Linked DNA regions of Mus musculus: region 2 is linked to region 1. A link is a contact called in public HiChIP or PLAC-seq data. All regions are on one chromosome and are shown on one strand. Each heading gives the region's core, a stretch centred on a gene start, on an enhancer-like site or on the middle of the called end of the contact. The rest is flanking DNA. Distances are from core to core; before and after follow the strand shown. Region 1 holds the start of Cyfip2 (cytoplasmic FMR1 interacting protein 2). Region 2 overlaps Gm36109 (predicted gene, 36109).

What was found. HiChIP or PLAC-seq counts read pairs in DNA pulled down with a chosen protein or histone mark.
Region 2: an H3K4me3 HiChIP or PLAC-seq map of embryonic forebrain shows a contact between it and region 1, with 17 times the contacts expected there. The contact joins the enhancer-like site here to the promoter of Cyfip2 in region 1. A contact is called at or near these places in 2 of 39 promoter capture datasets (cranial neural crest and pre-B cells), 1 of 484 Hi-C or Micro-C datasets (B cells) and 3 of 115 datasets of contacts at active chromatin or transcription factors (embryonic forebrain, forebrain and stem cell-derived neural progenitor cells).

The regions. Positions count from the first base shown.
Region 1 is chr11:46,309,343-46,316,779 of GRCm38.p6, forward strand. Cyfip2 (cytoplasmic FMR1 interacting protein 2) reads right to left here and starts at 3,016. Exons shown (of 31, transcript NM_133769.3): 1 at 2,885-3,016.
Region 2 is chr11:48,786,183-48,793,619 of GRCm38.p6, forward strand. It overlaps Gm36109 (predicted gene, 36109), which reads right to left. Exons shown (of 2, transcript NR_166852.1): 2 at 6,212-7,437. Among named protein-coding and RNA genes, the nearest start is that of Gm36109, 9.5 kb to the right of the region's middle. Within about 2 kb of position 2,664, at least 200 of the 459 cell types and tissues checked have an H3K27ac peak or open chromatin away from gene starts, as enhancers often do. A contact at or near this core is called in B cells, embryonic forebrain and pre-B cells, where this site is marked.

The DNA of each region.
Region 1 (7,437 bases), core at 1,766-4,265:
CCTTGTCTGATCACATGCCTTTCTAATGTCTCTGGCACGTACCTCAACTGATCCAGCAGACCAAGTCCCCTTGAAAAAGCACGATTCAGGTAAGTCCCGGGAGTGAAGAGGTCCGAGAGGACCGTGAATTGACTATGCACATGAACCAAATTCTCGGCGATCGTGTAAATACTGCATCGCAGCAATAGGGGTATAAATAGGAGACCGATTGTGTGCCACACACTCTATTCAGAGCTTTCGTGCATCTTTCATTTAATAAGAACATCCAAAGATGCACTGGCCCCTCCCCCACCACAGCTGGCCTCCGAGTCACAGGATTCACAGTCTGCAAGGCACAAACTGCTGCCTTCCCCATCCACCAACCACCTCCAGCTACAATCGCCAAGGCCATTCGCCGGACCCTAGATATAGCTTTGCTTCTCAAATTGACAAGACCAAAGGCCTTTCACAAAGGCTCCAATGAGGTGACTGACATCTGGTTTCGTCAACTATAAGTGAATAATTAATACTTGCCAGTAAAGAAATAGACTCATTGTTATGGTGGCCACATGGAGGCTACAGAAAGAGCATTTTGTGAAGCTCTTGGTGGAACCCTGGGGCTAACAGTGGTCCAAAGAAGCCTCTTTGAGCATGGAGGCCGGGGCTGAGATGTGAGGACAGGAGCCCTATACTGTTTTCCAGCAATACTGTTCCCAATGCTAATTAGCCTGTTGCCTATTCATCACCTAATTTAGCTTTCAGGTCAATGGCAGCCTCAGAGGCCCAGTGACCACTGAGGGGGCACGATAATCGAAGGGTGCACTTCTGTTACCGGGGCCCTTGGCTAGCTGTTAAATTACTTCTCCATGTGATCTGATCTGAGCAAGAGTCTCCAAACCTGTGCCCCACCCCACCCCCCACTTCTGGCCTAATGCCTAACTCACGCTTTTTCTTTCCATTTTCCACCACATTAGGGAACAAGGCAGTCTTGGGTTCCTATACAACCAGTCAGAACTGGCCAGGAACTACAATAAAGAAGATTAGTGAGCTAATGCCACCGGCCTGGGGCTCAGCAAGCAGAAGTACCCAGGGGCACTGGCTTTGTAAGCAGCAGCGTGCTGTCTGTGGCTTCGTAACTGTCAGGGCAGATGGCAGCTAGCTCCAGTAAGGAACTCTCCATGGGCACATTTCACACCCCACGGGCAAGGAGAGACTGGTGATCAACAAAAGCCTTCTGCTGACAGTAACCCCTGACCCCTCTCTCTCTCTGCCTCTCTCTCTCTGCCTCTCTCTGCCTCTCTCTCTCTCTCTCTCTCTCTCTCTCTCTCTCTCTCTCTCATACACACACACACACACACACACACACACACACTCCTACAGTACTCCTGCCCACCAGGCCAAAGCAGCCCTGACAGAAAACGAAGCTGGCAGCTGCCACATAGGCCATTCTGACCACAGTATCAGTGCCACATCTAGCTTACATCGGAAAGTCAACCATTAGAGATAGCAAATATTTTGACTTCAGCTCTGCTTCCTATTAAAATGTCTCCTATCCTCGGCTTCCTTTCTGATCCCATGACTTAAGAAGCGCCTGCTCTACATCCAATGGGAAAACCTTTTGTATTTAGCTCTTCAAGATAAATACCACTCACTGGCTCCTTTCTCAAGCAAGTTTGACAGGAGAGAAGGGACCCAAGGAGCATCGGGTGGAGGGGGGGAAAGCCACAGAAGGGGGGATGGTGGTAGGGACAACTACCTTCAAGGACTTACAATCCCGACTATAGATATTAATCTATATTTTTGTCCTCCGACAATGGCGGGAGGGGGGGGTGTCACTGAGTGCTAGGCAATGGTTCTTGCAGGGCCTGTGCCCAAGAATAAGGCTGGTCACTTCTAAGGGAAGGGGTCAAGAGGTAGAAATGGTTGCTTAGGAGCAACAGTCAGTCGTCAGTCTGATCCCTAAGTCTTCCTGCCCAACTGTGGGGCTGTGGGCACTAAAGAATTGGGCTAGCCAAGTTCTAAGTCTGGACTGGAAAACACCCAGATAGTCGCGGGAGAAAACCAACAGTCGGTTCAACCATGCTCCCTGCCCCCACCCTTAGCCACAAGCTACTCCTCTTCCTGTACACACAGGAGGGCTTACCTTCCTGAAGGTGATGTGGCAATCTCCCACAACAGACAGGTGGGCAGCTAAATACGAAGGAAACCTTGACCCCTAGGATTCCATCACCCCACCTTTCTCCTCCCCAAAGCCATCCAGGGGAGAGGCGCTAGTATAGGCCAGAACGCTTCGAAGCAGGTCAGCCATGCCTCCCGGCTCATCAGAGCTTTCCTCTCCCAAACCGTGCCGCTGTGGCCCCGGCCCCACCCGGCTTCGGTTCACCGCGGGCGCCCAGTACCCCCTTGCCTGTCAGGCGGGCCCAGGCAGCTCTCTCTGGCCTTGGCTGAATGATGGTGGCCGCGACCGCAGAGGCGGGGACTGCCCGGCGATCTGCAGTATGTAGGTGCAGGGATGTAGCCCCCTCTGGGCTTGTGGCCCCTGCAGGTATCCCTGGTCCCCGAGACTATCCCTGCCTCTTTTTAGGGCGGGTGGCTCCGGCCCAGGCCACGCACCTGCTGTGGCTGCCGCTGAGGCTGCTGCGCGGAGCTCTGCGCTGTACCCACGACTTCTGGAAAACGCTCCCTGCCCAGGGCGCCCGGGGCGGCCGAGGGGAGAAGGGACAACACAGGCCTGTAGCCCGGCCTCCAGGGACCTGAAGCCGTGTAGCCTCGGGCGCCAAGCCAAGCGCCCCCAACGGGCTGGGAGAAGTGGCGCCCGCCCCTCGCGCATCCTCAGGAACGCATCCACCGCCTAGGCAGCATTTCGGTTCCTGCATCAGCCCTGTTGTCTCCGAGAGTCCCTTACCTGGCTCGGTGGCAGGTCCAGGGGAGGGACCCGAGGCTACCGCAGGGCCCCGCGCCGGGGCGCAGGATGCTTAGCCCCGCTCCGCCGCTGCGCCGGCGGACCGCCGCGCCCCGCCCGCGGCCCCGCCTCTCCGCCTGCCGCGGCTCCTCCCCTGGCCGCGGTGCCCAGCCCCTTCGCCGCGGCTGCTGTCACACAAAGAGCCGGAAATGGCTGCGGCGAGGGGCTCCCTGCGCACCCCTGACCTGCAACCTCCTGAACCCATACCTTCCAGCCTTAGAGTATCCAGCCTCCGGACTCTGGAGGTGGAGGAGGGACGACTTTCCTGCTGCCGCCTGCATCACCAGCGACACCTGCCACTCCAGAAGGAAGGAAGCGTCAGCTCCTTTCGCATCTCCCCGGTGTCAAATTATTTTCATATAGTCATTTATTCACCACATCTTTATCGACTACCTGTTTTGTTCCAAGCATCTTGCCAAGAGCCAGGCACGCACTAGTGTGCAGTAGAGCCCCTGCTCGCTTGGAGCTTATTATTTGCCAGCATTAACTGACCTAACAGGAGTCCAATGACAGCTGCTTTCCCAAAGAAGGGAGCAGGCTAAGTGAGAGGTTGAGCCCTTCCACCACTTGAAGAATAACTTCCCAGAGGGCACGGGCTCAGAGGGCACGGGCTCAGAGGGCACAGGCTCAGCGGGAGAAAGCGCTTGCAGCCAAGCTTGATGATGACCTGAGTTCGATTCCCAGGATCCACAAGGTAGAAGGAGAGAGACAGCTTCTGTATATTGTGTTCTGACCTCCACCCACATGCATATATGCACATTACACAGACACACAGACACATACACACACCCATACACACACACAATAAATAAATGTAATAATTTAAAAACAAAGAGAAACATCTACTTCCTTTCCATTTCTTAGTGTAAAAATGTACAGCTATTATGTGTGTGTGTGCGTGTGTGTGTGTGTGTGTGTGTGTGTGTGTGTGTGTGTGTGCGCGCGCGCGTGCCCATGTCGATCCCATTGAGGTAGAATTGACTCGTGGACAAAATCATGATAAGCTGACTTTTAGGCAAACCTAGGAAGGAGCTGAGGAGACAGAAGCCTCTTAGATGCTGCTTAGGGCTCTTCAAAGAATCCATTGCTCCTTGAGACATAACTCGGAGGGCTTTAGGTAGGGATGAGGCCAGCTGCATTCAGTCCTGACCTGAACCCACCCCAGCATGGTACTGCTCTGAGTGGGAGATGCAGTACCTGCAATAAAGGGAATAATAGTTGCTCTGGGTACCATATATATATATATATATATATATATATATATATATATATATATATATATATATATATATGTGTGTGTGTGTGTGTGTATGTATATAAAGTATTTATTTTATTCTGTGTGTATGGGTATTTTGATTGCATGCACATATATGTGTACCGCATGCATGCCTGGTGCCAAGAATAATCTGGAACTGGAGATACAGATAATTGTGAGATGCCATGTAGGTACTGGGAATTGAACTCAGGTCCTCAAGAGGAGTAGCCACGGCTCCCAACTGCTGAGCCATCTCTCCAGCCTGCCCTCTTAGGGGAACTAATTGGAAAGTACTTGAGAGCCTGATTTATGTATAGAGCAACAAGGAATAAAATCTTGGGTCATGAGAACCTTCTCCAATGCTTGCCAGACGCCACAAACTTAGACTTGCACAGTTGTTCCCTGTAAATGGCTACTGATAGAGGAGCCACTGTATGCAAATCTCAGGCAAGGACTTGAGAAGACTTAGCTGCATCTCACATGCTTCCCCCGGGGCTCAGAAACCACGCTCCCATGTGGTTTGATGTTACATCACTTGTCTAATTTAAACTGCTATTTCAGAAGCGATGACTTACATATATAGCGACACACATACATTTTCCCCCCCTTCTGATGCCATGTGAGAAAGCTGTGGGGGTGTTTGTGGGGGATGGCTTTAAAAACAGAATTCAGGTTTCGTCTTACTTTAAAATTCATTTTTTTTCAACCAGGATCCTCAGGATTTCAGTCCACAGTGACTGCAGACGCTTACGAATGAGAATCCCCATTCCTTGGGTTTTCATCCTGAAAGGCAGATTATTTGAGGCGTTTTTATCTTCTCAGAGACATATTTCTCCATGTTGCTCCTTCTTTGTCTTTTCTCTTTTCAGAGAGAATCTGTTTGGAAACAATAGCACAAAACAACTGATATTATGTATGTGGTTGTATGCTATGCCATTTTATTTTCCCTGGCTGCTGGGTTCTATCTGCCCGTAGAGGAGGTGCACCATGGGCTTTTTACATTAAATGCCACAGACCTGCCTCTGTGTTTGAGTTTTGCAACCAACTGAAGAGCAATCTTAAGCAAGACGTTTTACCTCCCTCTCCCGGTTTCCCCATTTATAAATTTAACTAGTTTGGCTACACTCCAACATGCCTCTGTATGCAGAGAATTACATAAGTTGAAACAGAGGGTGTTTGCTTCTCAGAGTAAGGGTGCTTCATTAGCTTCACACGGCCCTTGGGACGGAACCCAGCCGCTAGGGTGGCCTCATAGGGACCTCATGATCTATGGTCTGTCAAGGTTCTTCCCATGTGAACAAATCTGCTATGATTCAGCTAAAAGGATCCCGTTAGTTCCCTAAAGCTGATGTGTTCTATCGTCTGCCTGACCCTTGCACAAGTCAAGCTTCTTGATGGGAGGCTCAGTTCTCTGGTTCCGTCCTTCTTCGGTGCTTTCTCCTAGGTCACCTGCTTGACTTTGTTCATCCTTTCGGTATCTGCCTTGCTGTTACTCCTCCCAAATTCCTCCTTTGGCTGGGCTAGGTATGGAGTCATCCTTTATGCTTCCATATCCCATTTACTCCCTGGGCATCCTTCATCCTTCTCATATCCCATTTACTCTTCTGTTGTCACAGCTGTGCCTACATTTGGCTGCATCCCTCAATTAGACTTTATCCGAGAGCGAAGGGATGTCTATGTCTTATATCTTGGAGGATCCTCAGAGCCTGGCATGGACTCTGGAAAATAACAGTTCAGAAAAAATGGGTTGAATGAAGTGCTCAAGGCAAACCCTTCCACTTGACCATTAAAATTTATTTGTAGCTGTTTGTCTGCTACCCTCAGATTTCCTTCATATCTCAGCTCAGGCAGTATGGACAGCAGTGAGAAGACATGGGCTACCGAGGGAGAACAGCTCTGCCATTTGCAAAGTTATAGGTTATATATTAGGGTTAGCAACAGTGCTTGCCTGTAGAAAAGGCTCTACTGAAAGACCATCACCAGACACGGCTTTATGGCCACCAGTAGTGGAGGGACATGGATGGAAAACAGAACATAATAACTATTACCCAGAGCATCACTCCATTTAACCTCCACAACTACTCTATTAGGAGGATACAATCATGTGTTTCACTCGATAACTGAAGCTAAAGCCAGTTAAGATTCTTGCCCAAGGTAAATGAATCCAAACCTAAACTGTCTTCCACAACTGCATGCCTCGTGCCCTTTCCCAGAGAAAAATCTCTGTATTCATATGCTACCTTATTCCAAAACACTTTTAATGTTCATTGCTGGGACAGAGTATATTGAAGTTAAAACATAAATGAGCTGGTATAGGTAAAGGCATTTGTGGCCAAGTCTGGTGATAAGGGTTCGATCCCTGGGCCCCCACATGGTAGAAGAAGAGAATTGACTTCCTCAAATTGTCATCTGACCTTTATATATGCATGGTGTCACAGATGGGCCCACACACATACATATAGTAAGTATAATTAAAAGGAAAAATAATTAAAAAATCAGTGAAGAATTTTGTAAGAAGGAAGAAAAAAAATGTGTAAATGCAAAAGGGAGGCAGAACTAATTTTAATTCCAAATGGAAAAAAAGACACCTCCACATACTCACTGTGTGGCACTTTGTATTTGGTTCTAAGCATTTACATTGCTAGGAAGCAAAGAAACACCTCATCATCAGTCATGCAATTTAGATCGGTCACTATATAATGCTCTGCATTGCCTCAGGCCCACAAAGGGGAAAAGTTACAGAATGCTGACTGGTACCAGACCCTAGCTCTTTCTCTAGGGAAGTAGGTTGTTTTATTGTTTCTTAGACTCCAAAATTATTTGCTAAGGGGAACATTTGTCCAGCATTGGTGGTACATGCCTTTAATCTCAGCACTCTGGAAGGCAGAGACGGCAGAGGCAGAGGCAGAGGCAGAGGCAGAGGCAGAGGCAGAGGCAGAGGCAGAGGCAGAGGCAGAGGCAGAGGCAGAGGCAGAGGCAGAGGCAGAGGCAGAGGCAGAGGCAGAGGCAGAGGCAGAGGCAGAGGCAGAGGCAGAGGCAGAGGCAGAGGCAGAGGCAGGTGAATCTCTGTAAGTTTGAGGCTCGTCTGGTCTATAAGGAGAGTTCCAGGGAAGCCAGAGCTACACGGAGAAACCTTGTGGAGAGAGAGAGAGAGGGGAGAGAGAGAGAGAGAGAGAGAGAGAGAGAGAGAGAGAGAGAGAGAGAGATTGATTCACATTTCACCTGACTACTTATTGGGAGC
Region 2 (7,437 bases), core at 1,414-3,913, 2.5 Mb after region 1:
TATGTACACATTGGTTGTTTGTCCAAACTTATATGTGGTGGCCAGCAGTAGTCAGCGTCACTCTGCAACGGCACATGTGGCTTCCCACAGGCAACAACAGGATAACCAGGAGGAGTTTGGATCCTTGGTGAGGATCCAATATTAATGATGTCTCAGAAGCTATAGACCTCAAACCAGACCAATACTCATTGCAGTGAACATTTGTAAGTAAAGATGTGTGGACAGAGGAATATGTTGTGGGAAACATTGTGACACACTACAGCTTCCATAATGAGATGTTTTCTGTGCTTAGGTTTTGTGTGTGTGTGTCTGTGTGTGTGTGTGTGAGAGAGAGAGAGAGAGAGAGAGAGAGAGAGAGAGTTTTATTTCCTTTTATGGGTGAGGTTGCAAGGGAGGAGAATGGGTACGAGGGAACAGATGAATGGAATTGGGATGCATGGTATAAAATTCACAAAGAATCAATAAAAAGTTAAAACACAAACACACACACAAATTACCACTCAAGTCATCAAAATATCTAGCAAAACCTGTCCTTTTGCCATACACATTTAGGTTCCAATATTTTCACTAAAAAATACAAAACTGGCAGGGCATGGTGGCGCACGCCTTTAATCCCAGCACTCGGGAGGCAGAGGCAGGCGGATTTCTGAGTTCCAGGCAAGCCTGGTCTTCAAAGTGAGTTCCAGGACAGCCAGGGCTACACAGAGAAACCCTGTCTCGAAAAACCAAAAAAAAAAAAAAAAAAAAAAAAAAAAAAAGTATACAAAACTAGCATGGGTCTAAGAGCAGAGACTGGAGTGAAGTAGGCCTGGGTCTAAATCTTCACTGATTTCTTAAGTGAATGGCCTTGGGTTTATTACATAACTTCTACATCTCATTTTTTAAAAATGAACAGAATTTCACAGCTCTCCTAGTTGGGCGGTGATGGTGCACACCTTGAATTCCAGCACTTGGGAGGCAGAGGCAGACGGATCTCCTTGAGTTCCAGGACATCCAAGGCTACACAAAGAGACTGTCTTGAGCCCCACCCGCAAAATATGCAAAAACAAACAAACTAAAAAGGCTAAGTTTGGGTTTCGTTTTTTTTAAAGTCTGCACACATTCTGCTGGGCTGTGATGCACACCTTTACTCCCAGCAGTGGGAAAGCACAGGCAGATGGAACTCAGTGACGCACTTTGTATCCCAGGCAGGCCAGGAATACAAAGTGAGACCCCACAACTAAAGAAATAGATAAATCGATGGTTAACTAACTAACTGTCATTACAGCCATCCATGTGGATACAGCATACATGTGGACACTGGCGACAACTTGAGGAAATCAGTTATTTCTTTCTGCTGAAAAGGTCCTGGGCATCAAACACAGCTCATTAAGCTTGGTACCTTACAGCTGAGCCATCTCACTGGCCGTGAAATAGATCTTTTGTGATTTGTTATCAGTAAATGTTTTATCCTTATCTCTATTTTATAGACCTACTGTGTGATTTCAGTAAGACATGTCTTCCATAGGCTCTTGTATTTGTTTTGTTTTGAGACAGGGTTTCTCTGTATAGCCCTGGCTGTCTTGGAACTCACTCTGTAGACCAGGCTGGCCTCGAACTCAGAAATCCGCCTGCCCCTGCCTCCTGAGTGCTGGGATGAAAGGCGTGTGCCACCATGCCCGGCAGGCTCTTGTATTTGAACACTTGTTCCCCAGTTGGTGCTGTTTGGGGAGGTAGTGGAACCTTTAGGCAGATCAGCCTTGCTGGAGGAAGTGCGTCATTGGGAGCTGCTGGTTCTGAGAGTTGATGGCCTGACTGCACTTCCTGCTTTCAGTCTCACTCTCACTCTCTTGATCCCCACCCCCTCGGCAAATGAACACATGACCAGCCGGCTTACACCACACACACACACACACACACACACACAGTTCTGCCTGCAGCCCCTGTCTCCCGCCAACATATGGACTCTATGCCCCTGGAACCATAGCAAACCCATTTTTCCTTAAGCTGCTTTGGGCTAGAGGCATTTTTGTCACAGCAACAGAAAAGCAACAAATATACTTAATATATTTTCCTATCCCAGGTTGCCTAAAAGATTCTTGGGCAAAAGGGATCACAAGTAGCATTTTCTTTATTAATCATTCCATTCGTTTATATCTCAAATGATATCCCACTTCCTGGTTATCCCTCCACCAACCACCCATGCCACATCTGCCCTCCCCCTTCTCTTTGCCTGTATGAGAGTACACCCCCACCCACCACCACCGCCACCCCACCGCTTCAGCATCCGCCTATGCTGGGGCATCAAACCTCCCCAGGACCAAGGGCCTCCCCTCCCATATATTTTGAAATAAAAATCAATATAATGTCCTACTCATATGAAAAAATACTAAACTAAAATTCAAACGAAGGCTGGCGACAGGGCTCAGTGGATAACGTGCTTGCCTCAAGCCTAGCCTGACTACTTAAGGTTGATCCCCAAGTACCTCCCAAACGACAAAGGGAATAGAACCCACTTTTGCGCGTTGTCTTTTGATGAGGGAGGAGAGGGAGAGGGAGAGAGGGAAATCAGACACAGAGACAAAAAAAAGGGGGGGGGGGGAGATTTTGTGCTTAATTTACTAATGAGAACTGGGAACCAAAGCGGACACAAGGTGGCAGCACTAAGCTCCACAGACGGAGATTTTGGAATGTTTGCTTGCTTGCTGTGCCTTTTTGTGCCCGGTAGAACAGAATGCTTCTTGGAGTGTCCGTTTATTGCCTGATGAGTGCTTTACCCTCTGAGCTTCCTCACAGGCCGCTTACGCATAGTTTAATGTACAAACTATAAAATGAATCATCCAAAATGGCAAAGGAACCCCAAGTTCCCCAAGATGCCCAACTTGCTCACAAGTTATTTAATTAAAAAAAAAAAAAAAAACGGGCATGGTGGCACACGCCTTTAATCCCAGCACTTGGGAGGCAGAGGCAAGTGGATTTCTGAGTTCGAGGCCAGCCTGGTCTACCGAGTAAGTTCCAGGGCTATACAGAGAAACCTTGTCTTGAAAAACCAAAATAAAATAAAATAAACAAATAAAAATTGTTGCCTAGGTTTGACTCCCAGCACCAAAAAAAAGATGATAAAGATGTGATAAGTAATAAATATGCCTCTGAGATAGCACATTAAATAACTTACACAGAGGCAAGACCAGTAATTCCAAGCACTTAGAGGTAGTAGAGAAAGTGTCCCACGGATGTGTGATAGCCTTCATGGGAGGCAGAAATACCCAAGCTCTGTCCCCGATCAAGGTTCAAGTCCTGCCCAGACAGCTGCACTTTCTTGTCTTACTTCGACCAAATGTTCCCTAGAGGTTCAAGTTCTTTTCCAAGTTATAAATGCTTAGTTCACACATGTCCATGTCCAGATGTTCAGTCTCTCTTGTGCCTCTGCCTAGCGTGAGCGTTCCTGAGAGTACATAGGTACTACCAGACTTGTGTGACAAGGGTGAGAACGGGTATTTGCACACAGGCCTCGTAGCCCAGCATGGAGATAATCAGAGCAGATGCCCCCATACAAGGAGGGATGAAACCAGACACAGCCCAGATTTGGAGGAAGATAGAAAAGAGGCAGCCAGGTCCCTGTCTGGGTCTCTGACACCAGGCCAAGAAGCCAGACTTGCATCTTCAAGAGGTGCTGCTAGGAGAAATGATGCAAGTCTAAAGAATAGATGATACATTTTAGGGGATCCGATATGCAGCGTGAGAGCCATTCCGAGCCTCACAGTAGCCTGGCTGGTTATAGGGCCCAAGAGCTCGAATCTCTAGTGTCTGGGGACACTTTATAATACACTGTTCTGGATTTCTGCTCACAGAATCCCTAACCTGCTCATATCTACCTTCTAGACTTATCTATCAGACCCTGAGGAACCTCGAGACTAAGTTTGTCTCAGTTCCTCTCTGTGTTCCCACACAGAGGTCCTCCACCTACTTCAGTGACTCCACCATAGATATTTCTCTCTCTCTCTCTCTCTCTCTCTCTCTCTCTCTCTCTCTCTCTCTCTCTCTCAAATGAAGTTATTGCGTGGACCGAGATCGAATCGAGACCAAGACTTCACATGTCTGTAACCCGCATGCTGAGGGGAGGAGAGACAGAGAGAATTCCTGGGACTCCTTGGTTGCCCATCAAGCTCCAAATTCAAGGAGAGATCTTTTGGGCTTCATTTATAGAGGACTAAACTGGAACCTAAGCGGACGCGGGGTGGCAGCACTGAGCACCCGAGTCCGAGAGTGAGAGCGATAGGAATCCAGGGTAGACACCACACACTCATACAGGAAAGCAGTCTTCCGAGATTCAAGGCAATTTAGCTATAAGCCGCTATAAGTAAATTAAGGAGATGGGAGAAGGAGAGCTATAGTTCTTATAACACAGGTTATAACAAGGACTGACGCCTGCAGAGGCGGAGAGTGCAGCCCGCAGTCTGTCCTGAAGTCAGGCCCCCACGTCCCTGTTGCCAGGCATTGTCACCCCTTACCATTACACACCTCCTTCCAACAGTCAGCAAGACCTGCAGGGTGTTGATTCTTTGAAATTGGAATGCTTTAATTCCCAGCACTTGGGAAGCAGAGGCAGGCGAATTTCTGAGTTCGAGGCCAGCCTGGTCTACAAAGTGAGTTACAGGACAGCCAGGGCTACAGAGAAACCCTGTCGAAAAGGAAAGGAAAGGAAAGGAAAGGAAAGGAAAGGAAAGGAAAGGAAAGGAAAGGAAAGGAAAGGAAAGGAAAGGAAAGGAAAGGAAAGGAAAGGAAAGGAAAGGAAAAAACCTTTCCCCATTTACCCAGGCTGGTGGCTCCCCATGGGAGCAGATGGCCCACTAAGCAACGGTGGTAATAGCAAACCTAGCCAACTTGGAGTTAGAGAGCAGCCACCATGACCTAGAGGTAAACCCATCTTCCGCAGAATCGTGATACGGCACGGGCGGGGAGCCTGCTTCCTGCTGGGCTGTCTCCCTGAAGAACAGAAGAGCTAGAAAGTTCACAGCCCCGGAGCCAGCCTGTAAGGTCTGACCTCTCATTAATTTTTAACTCTAATTTGTAAGGACATGGTGCCACAGTAATTTCCTGGGAAGTCCATGCTAGCCCTGGGCCTGGTATCTGCCCTTTACTCAAACGCCTCTTGCCCCCATGGGGACCTCTCTCTAGCCATGAGGAGATAGCACCTCTTTCCTCGTCTTAGATCTAGTGAGGTTTTCCAGATTGCATTCTCCAGAGCATGCTTGGTGTAGTTGACTTCAGCGGGGCACACAGAACTCCCATTGTTGGTATCAAGGTCCTGGCCGGTGTTGGTCTGTGAGCTCCGGGGGCAGGAAAAGTCTGGGATTCCCGTGGACCTGCCAGAGTTGGGCTCCGACTCTCCGGCACCACAGACACTGCTAGGCACCGCGGAAGAGCCGGTTCTGGGGTCCCTGGGCCAGGGACGACACCCATGCTTGCCTCCTTCCACATAGATTCCTATCCCCCTGTTCCTCCCTCCTAAGGACTGAAATTGCAGAGCGCGTGCCACTAAGCCCTTCTCATGGTGCTGGATATCACACCCTCAAATGAAGCTCGTCCCAGATTTCTAATGCTGGGAATGGTGACAATGTCTCTAATCCCAGCACTCGGGAGCTAGAAGCAGACAGGTCTCTGTCAGTTCAGCTACAGCTTCATTGGTGAAGTTTATTGGCAAAGGTCAGTGCTATCTAACAAGACCCTATCTCAAAAACATAATTTTTGTTTGTTTGGTTTTTCGAGACAGGGTTTCTCTGTATAGCCCTGGCTGTCCTGGAACTCACTCTGTAGACCAGGCTGGTCTCGAACTCAGAAATCCGCCTGCCTCTGCCTCCCAAGTGCTGGGGATTAAAGGCATGTGCCACCACTGCCCGGCTTAAAAACATAATTTTTAACTATGTGTTTGCTCGTGGGTCTTTGGGGGGGCGTTGTATTGCATGACTGCAGGAGTCTTAGAAATCAGAGGCATCAGACGCCCCTGGAGTTGAAGTCACGGGTAAGCCCACTCAGGGTGGGTGAGGTCCTGGTGGTGCTCAACCCCAGATCCAGCTCCAACCTCTGTTTCTCTCCTGAGCTCCTTCAGGTACTTTTCAGATGCTGAGTTCGAACAGAATTCTAGGTGAAAGTCAAATTTATTCCTATTTATTATACTGGGTAAATACAAGGCCTTGTGTGTGCTGCTCAAAAGTTCTACCATGGAGCTATGTTCCTTGCCATTATTTTTTTTTTAATTCGTTTTGCTTTTTCACTTTTTTTTTTTTTTTTTTTGCTTTTAATTTTTCTTTCTTTTTAAAATGTTTTCTTCTCTAGGAGTCTGTAATGCCAGTAGAGATGACTTCTTCCCAGAAGACTGAAGAGTGGAAGGCCCAGGGCACTTTCTGAGTTCATGGGACTTCTTGGAAAAGCATAGAAATAATTTAGATCAATGGAGGAATTTTCATTTGCGGAAGCACACGAATATATGAAGATATTCTCAGTGGACTGGGGATGGTCCTTCCATGGGACCAGGGTTCAATTCCCAGCACCTACATGTGGCTAACAGCCATGTATCCATCACTCTAGTGTCAAGGGGTTCTATATCCTCTTCTGGTCTCTGAGAATACCAGGTACACATGAGGTGCACAGACACACATGTAGGCAAAGCACTCACGCACAAAGAGAAAATATTCAGTTTTTAAAAAAATGTTTAAAAGGAAAACTGAGCTATGTTTCAGCCCTGCTTTTGTGTGTTCAGTCAGGGACCCGATAAGTGGTAGAGGCTGTCCTTGAACTCACAGCACAGTCCAGGCAGACCTCGAACTTGCAGTCTTCCTACCTCAGTTTCCCAAGCAACTGGAATGACAGGCCTGCACCATCAGAACCACCTTGTATTGTGTCTTAAACAACATTTTACTGAATAAGCCAGAAGAGAAAAGTTTAGTTCTTTAAAAACTTAAGGGTGGGAACACTAAAATTTTCCAGGAGTTTTATTTATGCTGTGTGTGTGTGTGTGTGTGTGTGTGTGTGTGTAGATTATATTGGACTAATATATCTTGGTACAATGTACTTCTTACTAAAGCACAACTCAAGGAAGGAGAGAACCCCACAAAACTGAATAAAGCTGGAGGAAGGATGAAGAGATAAATCTATTAGTGCATTAGCCACAAAATGATCCTACTTCTAGTGAGACTTCCTTTTTCTTTTTATTTGTGTGTGTGTGTGTGTGTGTGTGTGTGTGTGTGTGTGTATGGGTGTGTGTGTGCTTGGACACTTGTGGGTGTCTGTGTTCAAGTGTGCACCTGTGTATGCATGCATGCATATATGTGTGTGAATGCGCATGTGTCTGTACATTTGTGTGTGAGCTTGTGTGCACTCGCAAATGCGCATGTGTGTGTTATGCATATGACAGTGTCTTTGAGGGCAAAAGAGGCCATCATAACTCCTGGAGCTAGA